Regions from separate parts of the Rattus norvegicus genome. Here region 2 is linked to region 1. A link is a contact called in public Hi-C data. All regions are on one chromosome and are shown on one strand. Each heading gives the region's core, a stretch centred on a gene start, on an enhancer-like site or on the middle of the called end of the contact. The rest is flanking DNA. Distances are from core to core; before and after follow the strand shown.

The links. A called contact is a pair of places that touch in the nucleus more often than the background predicts.
Region 2: a contact with region 1 is called in a Hi-C map of frontal cortex, with 2.3 times the contacts expected there. The contact joins two enhancer-like sites. A contact is called at or near these places in 4 of 12 Hi-C or Micro-C datasets (the A7r5 cell line, frontal cortex, kidney and 1 more).

Annotation. Positions count from the first base shown.
Region 1 is chr13:106,468,699-106,471,398 of GRCr8, forward strand. The region is part of intron 9 of Kcnh1 (potassium voltage-gated channel subfamily H member 1); the gene reads left to right. Among named protein-coding and RNA genes, the nearest start is that of Kcnh1, 220 kb to the left of the region's middle. Within about 2 kb of position 1,448, at least 10 of the 93 cell types and tissues checked have an H3K27ac peak or open chromatin away from gene starts, as enhancers often do.
Region 2 is chr13:106,619,140-106,621,839 of GRCr8, forward strand. The region is part of intron 10 of Hhat (hedgehog acyltransferase); the gene reads right to left. Among named protein-coding and RNA genes, the nearest start is that of Hhat, 190 kb to the right of the region's middle. Within about 2 kb of position 1,357, at least 13 of the 93 cell types and tissues checked have an H3K27ac peak or open chromatin away from gene starts, as enhancers often do.

The DNA of each region.
Region 1 (2,700 bases), core at 198-2,697:
ATGACGGTTTGCTCTTGGGAAAGGTAGGATCTCTCATTGGATAACAGGGAGACTAACTAGTTCACCACACATGGCAAGAAGGAATGTGGGAAGAGCAGGGATGTGTCGAACGTGGGAGCTTGACCTTCAGTGGTGATGGGGAAACTTCTGAGGCAGCCACAGGGTAGCTCTTCAGTGCACACATCTCTCTAAGAGGACAAGACACCTCAACAAATCACCACTTATGGATCCCTGCTTGTTGCCCAATGTTGTGCAGATGGATCCTCATTTAACCATGCAAAATGGCTTTATTACTCTCGGTCTTTAAGTGAGACAGTTGAAATTCAGAGAGGTAAGGAAATGTCTTCCCAGTGTTTGAGGCCCATGGGGTCCCATCCCAGCAACCTCTGATTCCAGACCTTCTGCTCCCACCAGACTTGTGGAGTCCTGTCCTAGTACCCTCTGTCTTCAGCCTCTCTATGCCTGCCTAGCTTTCAAACCGATGCGCTGATGACTAATGGAATACGTGGGTGCTGGCACTGTTGGTGCCGCTGCAGTTTTCGGACGTAAGTTCGCACATGATTTATTTCCTAGAAACGTGAGATGGATGGGATTACGTTACTGTGATGTTAGAATGAAAAGCCTGACTCTGTAAAGACGAATGGTAGTTTTAAAGCCGATTTGCTCCTGTCTGATTTTGGAGTACCTGAAACATGGCTTCCTTCTTGCTCCTGGGGCACCTTGTCAACTCACCCTTCTGGCTATGTTGTGCTCAGGGTAACCCAAGGGTGATTTATATTCCTTCAGCATTTGCCAGAATATGGTGAGGGGGGCCTGTTAAATCTGGGTTGGAGCTGAAGTGTGTCTTGTCTGCTGGATACCATAGTGCCCATAGAGCCCGACAGCCTAGTCCTGGCTGTTCCTCATTCCCTCCTCTCAGAGAAGTGAGGTTGTGGGCCAAACACAGGAATGGTGAAGACATTGTTGTAGGGTATCTGAAGGAAGGGGTTCTTATCTCTCCCTTTAAATTCACCAATGAGGACATTGGGCTAGCCAGGATTCCTGAGCTAAATGTAACCACTGACCAATCCTTTGAATTTGGACTAGAGGTAAGCCTTCGGAGTCAGGCATCTTGAACCAATTTGCCCACAGATCACTCATTATTTAAGCTTCCAGGAATCCATCCCAAGGCCCAGTATTATCTCTTGTGTTCCCACGATCAGGGATTTTGTAATGCCCTGCCACAGACACCAGCACAATAGACTCAGTATGGAGGGATGATAGCCTGAGGAGAGATGAGGACAAACAACCATTCCTCCCCTCCTCCCCTGTACACCGGGCTTCCTAGGAGGCAGCAACTTCATAACCTGGTTGATTTGGCTGGTTCCACTTCTCCAAATCTAGCCCTCTGGGCATCCAGCCTGCTCCAGTTAGCAGTGTGGTTGGACTTCAAATATAGCTCAACCGCTTTGGACTAAACATGTTGGTTGTTCTCAAGATGCCCAGGCTAGAAAAAGCCTCCTCTATGCTTCCCAAGAGCCAGATTGAGCCCCCAAAGTAGGTCCAGGCTCGATATCCTAAACAGCTTGCCAAGAGTCTCAGTCTATAAAAGGACATGACAAGTTCTTTGAGTCAACCTGTCCTTTAGGCCGTGAGGCATACAACACTCCGAGCTGTTTGTTCCCTGGAAACACCCACTTGGAGCTTTTTAAAAGTCCTTTCTCCTTAGAATAACTTTTGTTCAATGAACTGCAATCAGTTTCTTCTACAAAGGGTTTGAGCATCACACGGGACTGAGAACTAGACCTTCATTGTCCTCCAATGCCCTTTAGTGTATTCTCTCCCAGAACTGTTGAACAGGCCCTGTCATGAGTGGGTTGCTACAGTTAGACCAAATCTTATCCCAGGCCTCAAGAGCTGCATGTGGAGCAACTGACTCTAGAGAGCTGTCACTCTGCACAGCGAGGGTTATATAGGAAATGGAGATGCTCCTGGGGGATTGAAGGATGAGTAGCTTTTGAGCAGTGTTGTGTGCCCAGTGCTCCAGAAACAAAGGGGAACATGCCAGTGTTCGTGCAAGAGGCTATAGAGAAAACAGGGGCACAGCTGCCCGTGCCCTCAGACTCAGATCCCCTGTTATCAGTTCAGTCACTTACAGCCTGCTGATGTGGTTCTTCCTCCAATTAGACCGTACCACCCCGTTCTCTGTTTAGTTTTAGTGCGGACTCCAAGAACAGGAAGGGACAGTATTCATAACTGAGTGGGCTTAGCATGAGCCCAAAATAGAATCCCCCATCACTAAAACCTTATAGACTTTTTCGGGACAACAGCCACGATATAAAATGCTCATTGCATTGCTAACCGATGGATGCAGAAGTAAAACTCAGCAGCATTTGTCCTGTTGTAGGAGATGCAGTCCGATGTTTTCTGTTACGATCGGTTGCCCTTCGTTAGAAATAAAAATGAATATAGTGACCTGGTAAATTGGTTTCTGGGGCTGATCAAAGGTTGCAGTTAGGAAGTGTGTGTGTCTCGAGCCGTGCCAGCCACTCTCTGATTGAAAGCACACTGTCCCCTGAAGACAGTGACCATGGAAGGGCTCTCTTATGATTTCTCCTCTGGCACCCTTGCTATGACATCGTCCTTACTTCCCTCGGAGACGTCTTCCCGCAGTTGCTGAGTTGGAAGGCTACCTTGCCTTTGCTTGGATAAGGTCCTCCT
Region 2 (2,700 bases), core at 107-2,606, 150 kb after region 1:
CAGATTAGTTACTTCACCCACAACTGTGAAGACTACAACTAAATTCCCAGTTTCGGAGATGGGAGAAAGAGCTCTGAGGGTCAGTGCTCATCATGCAAGTGAAACGGCCCCAGGACCTACATTAAAGTCTGGGCGCAGGACCGCCTGTGGCCTCCACACTGGGAAACAGTGATAGGGCAGGTGGCTTGGGCTTGAGGGCAAGCCAGTCTTGCCAAGTTGGTGAGCTCCTGGTTCAGTAAGAGACTGTCTCAAAAACAAAGGGAGATACCCGACATGGGCCTCTAGAATCCACATGCACACATACTCATGTGTGCATGGGTAAATACATTCAGGGATACACACACACACACACACACACACACACACACTTCATAACTTGTTCAAGAATGGAGGGCTGGAATGTTGGAATGTCACCTAGTCTGTTGCTCAATGGTGCACCAGCAGTCAGGACACGCAGAACAAATGGGCAGATGCCCCACGTGGGGCAGGAGGGATTTATCCAGGAATACCCTTTGTGTCCGAAATATAGGATGCTCCAAAGAGATCACATATGACTGCATTCAACTTCCACAGGGTAGAGCTAAATACTTGTCTTTCCCTGTCTCCAGTCCCCTCCTCTCTGAACCTGAAGTATTAACCAACCCAGAAGGGCTGCAGTAACTATTAAGCAATGACATTTCAAAAGAGCCCCAGACAGTGTCCATCTAGTCTCTTCTGTAATGAAATCTGAGAGCTACAACAGCCCCAGGTATCTTGTTCCTCAGAATGACAACTCTACCCAAAAAACCTCGAACACAAATAAGATATGGGCCCAGGCAAGTCAAGCCTCGGCAGGGGTGAGTCCACCCTGCTAGTCTGCCCCTGACTAGACCACAGTACAGGCTCACCGTGCAGAGGTAGAAACCATAAATTACTCAGCACAGGTACCCCTGGGAGACAAGAAGCAGTGACTTCCATTGCTGCTTTTCTGTGCTCCTGTGTACTTTTAAGTAAGTCTTATGATATATACATGCCTTAATCCTCACCTTCCCCTAACAGGACAAGCACGTTTTCTTATAACGGCATTGCACCAACACTGTCGTTACACCAACCAACGCCATCACTTTCAAGGACATTCAGCTTGGCAAAGGCCCTGCATCTTTTTATATCATGGTTTTCTGCCACCCTCGTAAGACACAGACAAGGGTCATTCCATTGTTGACTCCAACCTGCTACAGGAACGGGGCCAACACCAGAGGAAACAGGGACTCAACTTAAAGCGCTCTCCCCACTTTGTGTGGGTAGTTACAGGCACGCGGCTGCCAGCCCAGCTCATCTCAAACAAGGCTAGCAGCTGTTTGGCATGCTTTTTTAAGCGGAGTTTATTTCTAGGTCTTTGGAGAGATGTGAGACACTTTAGAAGGGTTTTATTTTAGGAGTCCTGTGCTCCATGCCTTCTCAGAGCTTTAAAATGAGCACTCACACATGCTATACACACAGAAGTGCAACACACACACACACACACACACACACACACACATACACAAACACACATAAGAATATACGGCATAGTGTGAGCATATTACTTGGGAAATAAACAAAGGACAAGCAAGGGACCCAACAAGAATCTTGGCAGTTTTGACCCTGCTGTTTCCAGTAGATAATTTTAATTTGGGGGGTTGGGGGTAAGAAAAGAGACTCAGCCTTAGGAAGGAAACCCAGAGAGAGCTTCAGTGGGTATGTTACAAGAGCTTTTCTTTTTCCCATGAGGGACTGCTCTGTGAGTCTGTGTTTTGCTCTCAGCTGGGACAATGGAGGCAGGAGAGTAGATGATCAGAGCGGGAGCTGCTGTCCAGAGAGTCCTGCTGTAGCTGAGCTGATGGGAAAAGAAGCTGAAGCCACAAGTCAGCCTTCCGGGAGGAACTAGATGCTGTGCCAAGCCTCCCCTCGGGGCAGCCTCAGCAAACGGGAGTCTATGCAGGCTGACATACCTGAGCTGATGGGGAATTATTCTCAGAGTTCTACCTGCTCACCAGAGATGGTGAGACCTGGGCTTCAGATTGCTACTGAGAAGAAAATGTACAGGGGGCAGTTTGCACTGCCGTTTCAAGCTTTATTGATGGTGGCATGGCAGGAAGATCACAGAGGGGCACCAACCAGCCATGCTACCGAGGAACATGCTGTTTATAAGAATAGGCCTGCTCTAGCCTGTGGAGTTATCCCAGCATGCTGGTTGACACATGGTATTAATATGTTAATTTAACGTGGTCGTTTGGTTAAGGACTTTGCATTTCCAGATTCTAAGCTTGATTCTCAAGTCTTTTACATGAGGACCTTTCGGTCTTTCCAGCCACCCTTCATGTCATGTCGACCTACGGACTCCAACAAGCCCTCAGACTCCCGATTTCAGTTGTGCATTATCAGGGCCAGGCTTCTCTTCCCTCCTAGCCAGCCAGTGCTTCTTCTCACTCATGAGGGTTCTGCTCAACCCCAGCTCTTTGGAGACCAAGAGCTCGGCTCACATCAACTCCTTCCCTCACAAACATCAGTTTTCTAGAAGCTTCTTTCTGGGTATAGTGCATACACACCTTCTGGTCCTCAACTGGCTTGCATTCCTCTCAACCACACCAAAAGCTGCAGGGAGAGAGGTGTGACTCACCACTCTTTGCTTCTGTTAGCCCTCTAACCAAGGCTCTTCAGTCTCATTTACCTGATCCTTGA